Regions from separate parts of the Ovis aries genome. Here region 2 is linked to region 1. Evidence: chromatin contacts called from public Hi-C data. All regions are on one chromosome and are shown on one strand. Each heading gives the region's core, a stretch centred on a gene start, on an enhancer-like site or on the middle of the called end of the contact. The rest is flanking DNA. Distances are from core to core; before and after follow the strand shown.

Region 1 (6,820 bases), core at 2,961-5,460:
GTGGGCAGGAAACCCCAGAGGGCATTTCGCTGAATTTATGAAAAGAAAAAGTGCCGCCACACAACAGAATTCAGTGATGAGCCCAGAGGGAGGCACTGGGGTTCCCCAGGCCCCACTGCACACAGACATCCAGACCCAGGGCTTCTAGAAACCATGGGGAACACCCAGGTTCTCGGTCCAGTGGCCTCCTCATGGACACCTGCAGAGGCTTTGTTGAAACCTGGATTCCAGCATCACTGTTTGGCTCTAACTGCCTGGTGACCTATTTAGAAAATTAGGTCATGTTCCCATGACTGGCTCTTGGTGACTGAGGCTGGCTTTGGCAATGGCTAATTCCTTTTGGGGGTGCTGGCCAACCACAGGGCCGAGGGCAGTAGCTCTCACCTTTACCTGCACTGAAGAGTCACCTGGGGGCTTTAAAAGCTCCACTCCAGGCACCTAGATGGCTCCTGAGACAAACTAGTCAGAATCTCCAAGGTGGGGGGCCTGTGGCATCACGGCTGTTAAAGCTCCCAAGGACGGCAAAGGGCAGCCCAGGTGGATCCCCGCAAGGAGCTGAGAATCCACATCAAGCCAGTCAGCACAGGACCCTCTGCTCTCCTGCTGAGACACTGGACTTTGTTACAGCCTCTGCCCCGCCCCTTTACCTTTTTATTCCCTCCGCCAGGGACGTGTGTGATGTTATCCAGGGACCCAATCTTCGACTGGACTCTATCCTTGAAGTCCAGCTTTTCAGATTTTACTTCCACTTGGCCACCTCCTGGAACACAACACACAAAGGGCGCCGAGCCTTGAGTGAGGGCTAAGCCAGTGACCGCATGCAGACGCTGACCTTGAGGAGGAGCTAAGACCAGCTTTTATTTAGAGTGTGGTTTGGAACAAGTAGGTCCTACCAAAGGGCTTGAAAACAATTTGCTTCATCTTCATTTTTTTCTTTTTATCTCACTAATCAGGGTGTACATCAAATATCTACTCAGCAAACCCTTCTGCCTTAGTGCAAAGGTAAAGGACAGCTCAGTTCAAGAGAAATGATTCTGAATTCTAAACTGGTAGGCTTCCAAGGAGTGGAGCCTTCTATGCCAACATCCTGTAAGACCTCGGAATTAAACTGAAGGGCAAAGTGCACCTTTCACAGGGAAGGGCCCTGACATTCTCTCCCTCCTCAGACACTTGATGCCTTGTCCAAGTGTGGGAGACATGACCTGAGGAAGAGATGAACCGCATTACTTTCTTTGGAAGGATAAAGCCACTCAACAAAATTGCTCCACAGTGTGATGGGATGGTGGCCCCAGGAGAGGCAGAGAGACTCAACTCCCCCCAAATGTCCAAGACAGAAAATAATGACATTCTAGACTGCACTTCTGACCATCTCTCTTCCTGCAGTAATGTAATGGTTCAAGCCCCGGAGAGGACCTAATGGAGAAGCCCTGCTCTGGACTCTCAGGCAGGAGTTAGAATCTAGATCTGGGCTCTCCAAGATGGTAGCCAGTGGCTACTTAAATTTTATTTATTTTTAAATTTTAATTTAATTTTTTTGGCCACACCACACGGCTTGTGGGATCTTAGCTCCCGGATCAGGGAATGAACCTGGGACCGGCAGTGAAAGTGCCAAGACCTAACCTTTGGACCGCCATGGAATTTCTCAAGTTTCATTACATAAAATTGGTTCATTTCCTCAACTGCACCGGCCACATTTCAAATGCTCAACAGCCGCATATGGGGAGTGGCTACCACAGTGAACAGGACAGGTACAGAACGTTTGCACTGTTGCAGGAAGACCTACAGGCAGCACCAATTTCTGCAGGGCATGAGATGGAGAGGGGAAGGGTGCGCATGGAGAGTTCCACACTATCATTTCAGCGGGGACATGGCCAAGACCCAGGAGTCCAATGTTGTAGCTGGAGCAGTGGGTGAAATGTCCCTCCTCTTGGCTGAGGACCAAACTGGGGACCAAATCCACAGAGCCAGTCTTCGGGAGCCAGATCAGGTTCTTCCCCAGCTTCAGAGGCCTTGTGCGCAGCCCGCTTGGAGGGCCGCGGGTCAGAGTTTAGCTCAGCATCTGCCCTCTCTTCTTACTTTGTCTTGGGCATCCTGGTCCCGCTCCAGAGCTACACACAGAGCCACACCTCCCAGGCCCCAGCAAGCTCCACCCCCAACACTCTCCTTGATGGCCCATCCCATCCATCCTTCCCAGCCACTTCCGGAGAAGGCCCCGCCCCGGCCGGCCCCACCCCCTGACCACCCCGCCCCGTCTTGCCTTCTACAAGAGCTACCTGGCTTATGATGGATGTTGCCTAATGAGCCACACTTGGAGGTCACCTTACTCAGATCCACTGGTTTGTAGACTATTTGCACCTGGAGGGGAGAGAGAACGAGAGAGAGTAAAACAGGATTGATTTTGCTGGGAGTGAAACAATGAAAATCAGCAGGCCCTGCTCGGACAGCATTTCCGGTCTGCCACGAGGAACTAGCATGGAAGGGAAAATGTGTTGGAATTCTGCCAAGCCTGCCCTGGGAGTGAAATAAACGGAGTGCCTTCGATCCCATAGGACAAGGACCCTCAGAGAAATACAGGGCTACCGCTCCATTGGGCACTGGTTTGGCAAACACACGTGAAAAGGTCATTATCTTTCCTGACATGAAATCGACAGATCGCATTCAGTGACGACAGAAAGAAAGAAGGGGTCCGTGTGTGCGGCAGCTGAAAAATCTTGGCAAAGCAAGATAGCCGTGTCTGCTGGGCCTCTGAGAGCAGAGGGCGGGGTGGGGTGGTTAGGAGCACCTTCTCCCAGGAGAAGCTTCACGAACCCCAGGCACCCCAGAGCAGAACAACGATGGTCAGCGAGCGGGGAAGAGCACTTCGGCGACCCGGGAAGGGTGAAGCGCCAAGCTGCGCCTGGGCACACAGCGTCCTGGACAGTTAGGCTCTTTACCGAAAAGAGCAAAGCAACACGAGCAGGACAGTCAGGCGGCACAGCAGGAATCACGGGTTTAGTGTCTCAAGGAGACTCAGCAGACGCACGCGGGGAGGCCTAAGGGCCCCAGGGCTCAGAGCCGGCCTGAGGGTCCAGCATGTGGCCCAGCCACACAGCCACCCCCCAGCCGCCTGGAGGAGACACCCCCACAGGGACCCAGCTTCAGCAGAGGGGGTCTCCTTGAGGAAGTCTGCACAAAACCATGACTGTTGGGGCCCCTGATGGTCACGGGGTGACACGTCCCTTGTGTGAGGTCACCTGAGGACACAGGCCAATCACCACTGAGCCAGTGGGCTCCTGCTCCCCGCCCTGGAGTTACCTGGAGAGAGGAATGGCCTCGTGCCCGAGAATGGGTTTAACAAGCACATCAAAGAGGAGTTTTTACTTAGGTCTAAATCATCTGGAATAACCCCAAATTACGTTAATCAAAATCATGTTGGCATTTGTCGATTACTGGCAGAGTTGATGGAGGCTGACCAGGGGACGCGGCCTGTGTGCCTAGGTGTGGGGAGGGAGGTGCGGGGAGCCCGCGCCTGTGGGGGTGGGTGGGTTAATGAGGGGTTCTGAGCCTGCGCTCCAGGTGGGGTGCTGGAGTTGGGGAGACAGGGAGCTGTGGAAACTAGCCCCTTTCCTCGCAGGAGCAAGATAGCAAAGGCTGGTGTGTGCGAGGCTTCCCTCTCCTCTTTTCAGCCTCAGTTTGGTGGGGGGGGTTGGGGGGGGTGAAGGCGTAATCAGTTGCGGAGGAGGAGGGTGGCGCTGTGTAGAAGGGAGAGCCTGGATTGGCCGGGAGGAAAGGGGGAAGGCATGATGGAGGGGGAGGGAAGGGGAGGGGAGAGAAATGGGGGAGGGCGGGGGAGCCACGACAGGGAGGGCTCAGGCGGTTGAGGCTGGGGAGGGAGGAAGCCAGGCTCCGGAGTGAAGCCGGGAGTCAATAAGGAGGCAGGGAGAACCGCGGGAAGGAGCAGGGCCTGCCTGCTGGGGAGTTACATCCAAGCTGAGGAGGGGCTCCCTGCCAGGCCAGGGGCCCACAGCCCCCCAAGCGCTTGAGGCTGACATTGCGCAGGGACTTATCACCCTCAGCCACCTTTCACCAGAAGAAGAGCTATGGCAGCTCCTACTGCAGCGGTCACGAGCCAACATCTTGTGGCTCTCTGCCGGGTCCCAGGCTAGTCCGCCGGCCCACAGAGTGCAGGACAGACGGGAGGTTCTCCTGGGGAAGTCCCTCGAGGTCTTAGGCACTGCCCTCCCAGCAGCTGGCATGTACCCCCTCCCCCAAGCTTCCGCTGGAAACTGCGGTCTGCTGACTGCGGCCGCTGGACCCCACGCCTCCAGCCCCAGCAGCACAACCTCCCATCAGCCGACCAGACACGAGTTAAACCGGAAAACACATGTCTTTCCTGCTCTGGCTGAAGCCCGCTTTCGGCAGGGAAGCCAGGAGTCAAAGCTAAAACAGCAATGTCACCCAGAGCCCGTGGTCAGGCTGGCAGCGGGTGCAGGTGGGCCCCACCCCTTCTCTTGGTAGAAGACAAGGTGGCAGTGGGACAGGAGAGCAGGGACGGGGGGCACTGGGCAGGGGGGACACTGAGCAGACACTGGTGAGGGAAGCGTTAGTGAAGCACCATGCAGCAGCCTCGGGGTGAGTGCCCACCACTCCCGGGGCCACTCGCAGAGCCCGCCCCGGGTGCCCAGGGCGGGAGGCAGCAGCACATTGCAAGAATAAACCCTCAGGTCTGGATGTGGATGATGTATGGGTAGAGGCTGGGTACTTTCTGGACAAAGCACACCCCCCAGGGCTTCCACTGTCCTATAAACCACCCTCTCCCCAGCGCTGCCAGCTGGGGACCAGATGCCTGCTCTCACAAGCCATCCTTTTCCCGAGGGGTGGACGTCAAAGGGGCTTGAATCTCCTGCTCCCCAGAGTGTTTCAACATTTGCCTATGGCGGACCAAGAGAGGCTGGCGGAGCAAGAGGGCTGTGGAGAAGGGGGGCCGAGCCTCAGGATGCCGAATCTGCACCTAGTTTGGTCACTTGGAAGATCCCGCCAGAGCTGATCAAGTGGGCAGGCAAGAATGAGGATGCCAGCCCCAAATCTCAGGGATGCATCCAGTGGGGCCGCAGGGAGTCCCCAGGGACACCTGGAGGCAGCCAAATGTCAAAGGGCTCCAAGCAGCATTTCTGTCCCCCCTCAGCTGCGGGCCGCTCCCTGTACTTCTGTTGGGTTCTTTCGCATCTGGAGCTTCCGCCAGGGGTGGAACTGTTTTCCAACAAGAGCCAAGAGGCTTACGAATCAGCTCATCCCTCGCAGACCTGCAGAAGACAAACGGGAGCAGAACCTGGCGGCCTCTGCTTGTCCCGAGGCAGGACTGTAAAGACCTTGGTGTGGCCCAGCTGTTCCCAGTGGAGCCCCTTAAAGTGAACCTACCCAGGTGATGGAGGAGGTGGTGTCAGAGCCCAGTCTCAGGTGCCACCACCTTCAGCTCTAACTCACATGGGCTGTGGGGCTCCCCGTGACCGGGCGCGACAATGGGGCTGGGAGGACCCCGCTTCCAGGAAAGGGTCAGAGGACCAGTCACTCGATCTGCCCATGCAACAGGGCACCCCTCCTGGACCTGTGGGTGAGGGGCGTCTGGGCTGCATTTACTTGGGGACCTGGTAGACTCTGCACCTGAGCATGGTTTATTCTATGCAATGTCTCGCAAGTACAAACACTCATGCCACTTCTCAAACCCGGAACCACAGCTGGAAAGTGTGACGGTACTCACACTGCCGCCTCCTGGCACGTGTTTGATATTATCCTTTGAGCCACACTTGGACTGGACGTTGCTAAGATCCAGCTTCTTATTAATTATCTGCACCTTTGACAGCCAGAAAAAAGGATGAGTGACACACCACACCCAGACGTGTCTGCCCGCACAAACACACTCGCTGCCTGGCTGTAGGCCTGGGGAGAGGAGGGCAGGCTGATTCACACCTCCCTGGGGAGCATTCCAGAACTGTGAGTGGTTGGAGATGGACCCCACCTTACAGCCCTGGGCTTACAAAACAGATCATCAGAAGTGGCTCTTCCCTTTCCAGGAGGATTGCAGTAGGGCGGCCTCCCCGGTCAGAGAGCACCTCGGAGGTGGGGGTCCACCAGGTTGAGATGGAGCAAATGCTCAGTTACATTATTAAATGAATAAATAAAAGGTCCTCACTGTGGCCTCACTCACACACCTACCAGACCCATCTGAACATGCACCAAGACCTTTACCTGGCTGTTCTCGAGTCTGTAGGCACTGCAATCTCCTGCAGGTATATTGTTAAAATCCCAGATCCCACTCCTGACCTTAGACTCTCGGGCTTCCGAAAAGCTCCCCTGGTGTTTCATTCCTGTTCAAGAATCCCTGACTTCATGAGGAGGGCACGGGTAGATTTATGGAGAAGGTAAATCCAGACCCCTTCAGGGAAGGCCTGTGTCTCTTGGGAAGGCACGATGAGTGCCCGCCCTTCCATCCATCGGCTGGTCCTCGGCCATGAACCCCCAGGCGCTCAGAGGGAACAGGGCTCCCAGGCACCCTTCCCTAAGTTTCCCTGAGCAGGTGTGGGGATGGTAGAGACCATACTGTTTTTCTGCGAGGCTCCCTTTTTTCCAGGTCCCACGGAAAAAAGTGTGAGGATATTAACATTAGGCGGGGCGGGGGGGGGGCAGATTTTTATCCCATTGTCTGTGTACGAATACATAGAGGAGGCGAGCTGAACTCCACGATTTGTCTTCGAGAGCATGGTGATCCATCATCACCAGGGGTCCCTCATCAGGAGGCTCAGTATTCAAAAACAGGAGGCCTTAGTTTTTATCGATCACAGGT
Region 2 (6,820 bases), core at 1,967-4,466, 250 kb before region 1:
CGTAGACTGTTTTCAAAGATGATCGATCCTTCCCGTGGCACATGCCTTTTGCATTGTCGCTTTGCCACTCTTCCCATCTACAGGTGGACTCTTATTTCTCCTCCAGTTGAATCCAGTCGGCCTCTGTGTCTTAATTTGACCAACTAGAAGTGATGGAGCTTGACTTACAGACCTGGGCCTTAAGGGGCCTTACAGCTTCTGGTTTTGCCTTCTTGGTTGCCAGGTGCCAAGTCAAGAAGTTATGGTCAGACGACTGACTGATGTGAAGTCATGTGGAAGAGAAATAAGGGGCTCAGCCAACAACCAGCACCAAGGGCCCAAACATGTGAGTGAAGCCATCTTGGATCTTACAGTCCTAATCAAGCCAATGACGGTAATAATCTGTACCCGTGCTATCCAGTGTGGGAATCACTAGCTACATGTCTCTACTGAGTCCCTGGAATGGGGATAGGGCATCTGAAGAGCTTCATTTTAAATTTTACTTGACTTTAACTAAACTTTAGGTAGTGACTACCATACTGGACACTATTCCCACCCTAATTCACCCAGCCCAACCCTGCCAGGCACAGGGCTGCATAAGATCACCTTACCCTTTCTGGGGCTACAAGCACACAAGCAGTGAATAGAGACGGCCGCCAGTAAAGGCTATATAGCTCTGTCAACAAAATAAAACACCCACGCCACCGCTCCCCCCCACAGCAACACCCAAAGGAAGGGAGTGACCCATTCTAAACTGATTTCATCTACATAAAATGTTAGAACCAGAAAGAGAAATATCCACACAAATGGAATACACTATTGAGAAAAACAGTCTTCGCAATATTTTTAAAATTGAAGTCCCACATCTAGCCTAGAAATGCCCTGATTAGGAAGTTAACCTTCAAAAAGTGTTTTCTTCAACCTTATGGATATGGAAGGGAAAAGGGAGGGAAAGAAAGGTAAACTAAGAACATGAGGTTAATAGATACAAACTACTATACATGAAATAGATAAGCAACTAGGATTTACCATATAGCACAGGAACTATAAAAAATATCTTGCATAATCTATAGTGGAAAAATAATCTGAAAAAATACATATCTGAATCACTTTGCTATACACCTGAAAATAGCACAATCTTGTAAATCAACTATACTTCAATTTTAAAAATATTGCAAAGACTGTTTTTCTCATCTACCAAAAACTAAAATTTTAATAGTTCCCTGTTCACACACTTTAGGGGGAGAAGTAATAGGAAGGAAATTTGAGAGCCTCCTATGTGTGTTGGAGAAGGAAATGGCAACCCACTCCAGTACTCTTGCTTGGAAAATCCAATGGACACAGGAGCCTGGTAGGCTACTGTCCATGGGGTCACAAAGAGTTGGACACGACTGAGCGACTTCACTCACTCACTCACTATGTGTGTTAGACAGTCACATACATTAATGTATTTTGTCCTCTTAATGGTTGTTTTTAAACTAAAGAAATACAAGTTCAGTGAGGTTGTGCTTGCCTAAGGACCTAAAGCTAATAGTGTCAGAAATAAAATTGAAATCCAACCTCCTGATTTCCCAATACGTCACAATGCCTCTCCTATCAAGAATAAACATTTCTGCCCTGTTTCTGAGATTTTCCATGATCTGGCCACCTAAAAATCACTTCACTTTCACTTTTCACTTTCATGCATTGGAGAAGGAACGGCAACCCACTCCAGTGTTCTTGCCTGGAGAATTCCAGGGACAGCAGAGCCTGGTGCAGAGTCGGAGGCGACTGAAGCGACTTAGCAGCAGCTTTTCTCATCTTCATTTAAGTCCCTCAGTAGTGTTCGGCTCTTTGTGACCCCATGGACTGCAGCACGCCAGGTTTCCCTGTTCATCTCCCGGAGCTTGCTCAAACTCATGTCCATTGAGTCGGTGATGCTATCCAGACATCTCTTCCTCTGTCGTCCCCTTCTCCTCCCACCTTCAATCTTTTCCAGCATCAGGATCTTTTCAAATGAGTCAGTTCTTCAGATCAGGTGGCCAAAATATTGGAGTTTCAGCTTTAGCATCAGTTGTTCCAATGAATATTCAGGACTGATTTCCTTTAGGTTGGACTGGTTAGATCTCCTTGCAGTCCAAGGGACTCTCAGTAGTCTTCTCCAACAGCACTGTTCAAAAGCATCAATTCTTCCAGGCTCAACTCTCTTTGTGGTCCAACTCTCACATCCATACATGACCACTGGAAAAACCATAGCTTTGATAAAATGGACCTTTGTTGGCAAAGTAATGTCTCTGCTTTTCAATATGCTATCTAGGTTGGTTATAGCTTTTCTTCCAAGGAGCAAGCATCTTTTAATTTCATGGCTGCAATCACCATCTGCAGTGATTTGGAGCCCCCCCAAAATAAAGTCTCTCTCTCAGAGACTTTCTCATCTTAACGCTAATTTCCCTTTCCTCTCTTCTGGATTTTTACATCACTTATAATGGGTATCACATAATATAACATTCTTTGTTACATTACTTTTCCGTTAAACAGACCGTAATCTGAGGAGAGGGGTCAAATTGAATCTTTAAATAGTGGCTGCTGCTGCTGCTGCTAAGTCGCTTCAGTCGTGTCCGACTCTGTGCGACCCCATAGACGGCAGTCCATTAGGCTCCCCCGTCCCTGGGATTCTCCAGGCAAGAACACTGGAGTGGGTTGCCATTTCCTTCTCCAATGATAAAAGTGAAAAGTGAAAGGGAAGTCTTTCCAATTTCCTATTTCCCTTTGAGCCATGAATAAGAGTTCAGGAATGGATAAATGACATAAACTTAACCGACAGACATCTCTTAATTAATTAAAATCAGCCCCAAACTCTTGAGTTTAACCCTCTGCTTAATCCCGCACCAATTAATCCAGCAAGCTTGAACGGCGAATCAAGATTGAAGCCTGGCCACGTAACGCTCCCGGCCGACTCCAGCACGCCACGCCCAGCCTATTGGTTACCGATTGGGCGTGCCCCTGCCCAAGGGCCGACGGGGCGTGGCGTGCGTGAGTGAAGGCGTGATCGAGAAGAGGAACATACGCTTTGGATCACGCTCGGTCGTCTCCGGTACTCCTCGACAACTTCCGGCAACGGTGTTCTCCTCCGCCGATTCACCTCGGGTATTTCCGGTCTCCTTCGGGCCTTTCCGTCTGGCTCCCGCGCGCGTCTCTCCACTTCGGGTTTTTCCGTGTCCCGCTCGGAGGTACTCGGCTCTCGCTCGGCCTCCCCCATCCCCCGGTAACGGTCGCTGGTGAGTTTAAATGAGCCGGGGCTGGCCGGGCCGGAGTCGCTACGGGGGGGGCCTGAGGCACTGCAGAAAGTGGGCCTGAACCTCCAGGATGACGGTGCTGCAGGAACCCGTCCAGGTAATGGTAACCCTCTTCCCTGAGGCTTGGCTCGCAGCCTCGGTCGGGAAGCGGCGTATGGCCACTTCGCGGCCTGGTGCGGCCTAGGCCCTGCTGCTTCTCCCGCTTCACCTGACGCCGGCTCCTGCCAGTCTTCTCGTCAGTTCCGAGGCCTTGCCCGCAGCCTCAGCAGCGTTCCCTCTGGCCCTGCGTTACTTCTTCCCCGGGTGTGAGTGGAGTTCGGCGATAATCCCTCCTTTTCCCTCCGGGCCAATGTCGGGCGAGCCCCTCCTGTCAGCCCAGGGGCTGGGCCCGGGCCCGGGTGAGCGATGAGGGGCCGAAAACTCGCCCCAGGTGCTCTCTTGCCCAAGGATGGTTGGGACGCACATTTGATCAGCGCCTGTACGATCTTCATAATGGTGGGGCAAGTTTGCGGGGCGAGTGTTGGTTTTGTTTTTGTTTTCTAGGAGAAAGTGGAGGGAGGGTAGGATCGGTGTTTTTAATACTGATTTCTGTTTTGCTGACAAACTGTCTAGCCCACGTTGCCTTTCCTCGTTCACTCAGTTTCCCTCCGGACAATGATCTGCGAAGAGAACCCCAAGGCCCAGTGCAGAGGCGCAAGCACCTATACAAGGGGAGGGGTTGGAAACAGCAAATCGGTTTTTTCCATGACCTGTGATGGGGATCAGGAGTGTTTTACTGTGCATGTTTATAAGGCGTTCAGGAAATGAAAGACAAATCATGATTTTTCCATCCATACTACACCAAGGTTTGCTTTGACGCACAGTGCTCTGTTGGCATGTAAGAAAACCCTATTGGATTTTAAGGGTGTGATGCGGTGCCAAGTCATTTCCCCCTCCTGCCATCTGAAGAAACTAAATCTTTTGTCCCTTGGTGATGGACCAGGTCTGGGAGACTTTTTACCCTATCATATGATCTTTGACTTGATTAGAAGAGTTGACCTCTATCAGCTGATGTCATTGAGTCATGCACTTTATTTTGAAAGCAAACCGATTTTAGAAATTGCTTCATGTTACTCTTAAAGACCTGTGATATCAAATAGTAAAATATTTTACTACATCACTCCTTCCATATTTCTTTAATTTTTTTCATCACAGGATGAAATACCAGTTACTCCTAGTTGGCTCTTTCTTTAGCTGTTTACATGTAGCAGCTATTAATTTTTTAATTAGTGTAATGTGGGATTCTGTCTTCTGTACAGAATTGTACCAACAGTTCTGTTTGTACATTATACTGGTGCTTTCAAAGCTGTTTCTTTCCATCCAAATTTACTAGTAAAGAGTCCCTTTTTAATTTTTTTTTTTTGAGACCTAAGGTGAAATTGTAAGTTGCTATCTATACCTTCTAAAATGGATAAGCAGATTACTCAAGTTGTTTAATTTCTGTTTCATGTTTTTGTTATTTTGTCTTAACAATTAATGATACCTTTGCCTTATAGATATGGCTTCTAAGATGATAAACTAGTTTTATGGATAGCCTGTGCATCTGTGGCAAGTCACTTCAGTCGTGTCTGACTCTCTGCGACCCTGTAGACTGTAGCCTGCCAGGCTTCTCTGTCCATGGGATTCTCCAGGCAAGAATACTGGAGTGGGTTGCCATGCCCTCCTCCAGGGGATCTTCCCCATCCAGGAATCAACCCTGTGTCTCTTACATCTCTGGCATTGACAGGCGGGTTCTTTATAACCAGAGCCACCTAATTTGCATAAAAGCATGGAGATAAATATGTAGCCAATTCCTTGATAAAGATATTCCTTCTGTGATAAACACATCAAGTTTTCTGTTTTTCATTAAAGTACTCTTAGCAGTAATGCATTTAGATATTTTTAGGGCTCAAGAGTCAAATTTGTCTACTCCCCACACACAAGCCACTGACAGTGGTAATAAGTTTTAGGATATAATTAGGTGAGAATTTTGGTTCTAATTTTTAGTATAAGAAGCCATTCAAGAAGGGATCTAGAGCAATAGGAGAACAATCAACACTGGCTTTTTAAACTATAATAAGTGATTGCTTGTATTTGTAGAGGAATGAGAGTAAGTTGGAAAGGTGTGTCCTTTTGAGGGTTGTCTCAGGGTTTGAAGTGTTGTTGCTGCTGCTGCTGCTGTTAAGTTGCTTCAGTCGTGTCCGACTCTGTGCGACCCCATAGACGGCAGCCCGCCAGGCTCCGCCGTCCCTGAGATTCTCCAGGCAACACTGGAGTGGGTTGCCATTTCCTTCTCCAAAGCATGAAAGTGAAAAGTGAAAGTGAAGTCGCTCAATTGTGTCCGACTCTTAGTGACCCCGTGGACTGCAGCCCACCAGGCTCTTCCATCCATAGGATTTTCCAGGCAAGAGTACTGGAGTGGGGTGCCATTGTTATTAGGCATAGAAAAAAGTTGAGAGAAAAGATGAGCAACTGAGTTTTTCTTTTTTTTTAAAGCTTAAACATGGAATACTCAGTTTGATATACCATGTAAGCCTAAATATAAGCACTTCTTCCAAATTATCTCTTATAAAAAAGTATTACTTTGAGTCTTCAAAAATCTCTCCTATTATGAGGCAGAAATTCTGTCATTTATTTAATTTTTAAAATAACTATTTGGGAAGGAATAATTGCTAGCCTAAGTGACTTGAATCAGTGCTAATTTGAATGTGTATAAAATCCACCTGATGAAATTGATTTTTAATTTTATATAGATTCATCAATTATTTCTGGGGGGTAAGACATCACGAAAGTGTTGAATGAAGTTGTTAAAAAAAAAAAAAGCCTTGGAAAAATCATCTTAATAAGCAGTATAGTAACTGTTTGCTTTTACACATAATATTGTTTTAGAGATCATTGAATAGTGAAGCGGAGAAGGCAGTGGCACCCCACTCCAGTACTCTTGCCTGGAAAATCCCATGGACGGAGGAGCCTGGTAGGCTGCAGTCCATGGGGTCGCTAAGAGTTGGACACGACTGAAGTGACTTAGCTTAGCTTAGCTTAGCTTAGATAGTGAAGGCAGAGAAGGCAATGGCAACCCACTCCAGTACTCTTGCCTGGAAATCCCACAGACAGAGAAGCCTAGTAGGCTTCAGTCCATGGAGTCTCCAAGAGTCAGACACGACTGAGCGACTTCACTTTCCCTTTTCACTTTCATCCACTGGAGAAGGAAATGGCAACCCACTCTAGTGTTCTTGCCTGGAGAATCTCAGGGATGGTGGAGTTTGGTGGGCTGCCATCTGTGGGGTCGCACAGAGTCAGACACGACTGAAGCGACTTAGCAGCAGCAGCAACAGATAGTGAAGCAATACTCTTGGCTTAGGATAAGAAGTACAGGGACAGCATCTATCACAGATTCAAAGGGTACCATTTTCAAATAACTTAGAATTGAAGATGGTGTATTCAGGAAAATTGTGTTAGATGATTACCCCTCTATATATACATTATAGATGATTACCCCCTATATATACATACACATATATATATATATATATATAGCTAAATTGATA

The links. A called contact is a pair of places that touch in the nucleus more often than the background predicts.
Region 2: a Hi-C map of hypothalamus shows a contact between it and region 1, with 4 times the contacts expected there. The contact joins the promoter of CDC27 here to the enhancer-like site in region 1. A contact is called at or near these places in 6 of 16 Hi-C or Micro-C datasets (hypothalamus, liver, muscle and 2 more).

What each region holds. Positions count from the first base shown.
Region 1 is chr11:45,731,736-45,738,555 of ARS-UI_Ramb_v3.0, reverse strand. MAPT (microtubule associated protein tau) reads right to left here. Exons shown (of 9, transcript XM_042256134.2): 7 at 2,274-2,355; 8 at 648-760. Among named protein-coding and RNA genes, the nearest start is that of MAPT, 110 kb to the right of the region's middle. Within about 2 kb of position 4,210, at least 23 of the 54 cell types and tissues checked have an H3K27ac peak or open chromatin away from gene starts, as enhancers often do. A contact at or near this core is called in hypothalamus, liver and tail adipose tissue, where this site is marked.
Region 2 is chr11:45,984,631-45,991,450 of ARS-UI_Ramb_v3.0, reverse strand. CDC27 (cell division cycle 27) reads left to right here and starts at 3,216. Exons shown (of 18, transcript XM_060395748.1): 1 at 3,216-3,351. The coding sequence starts at 3,325.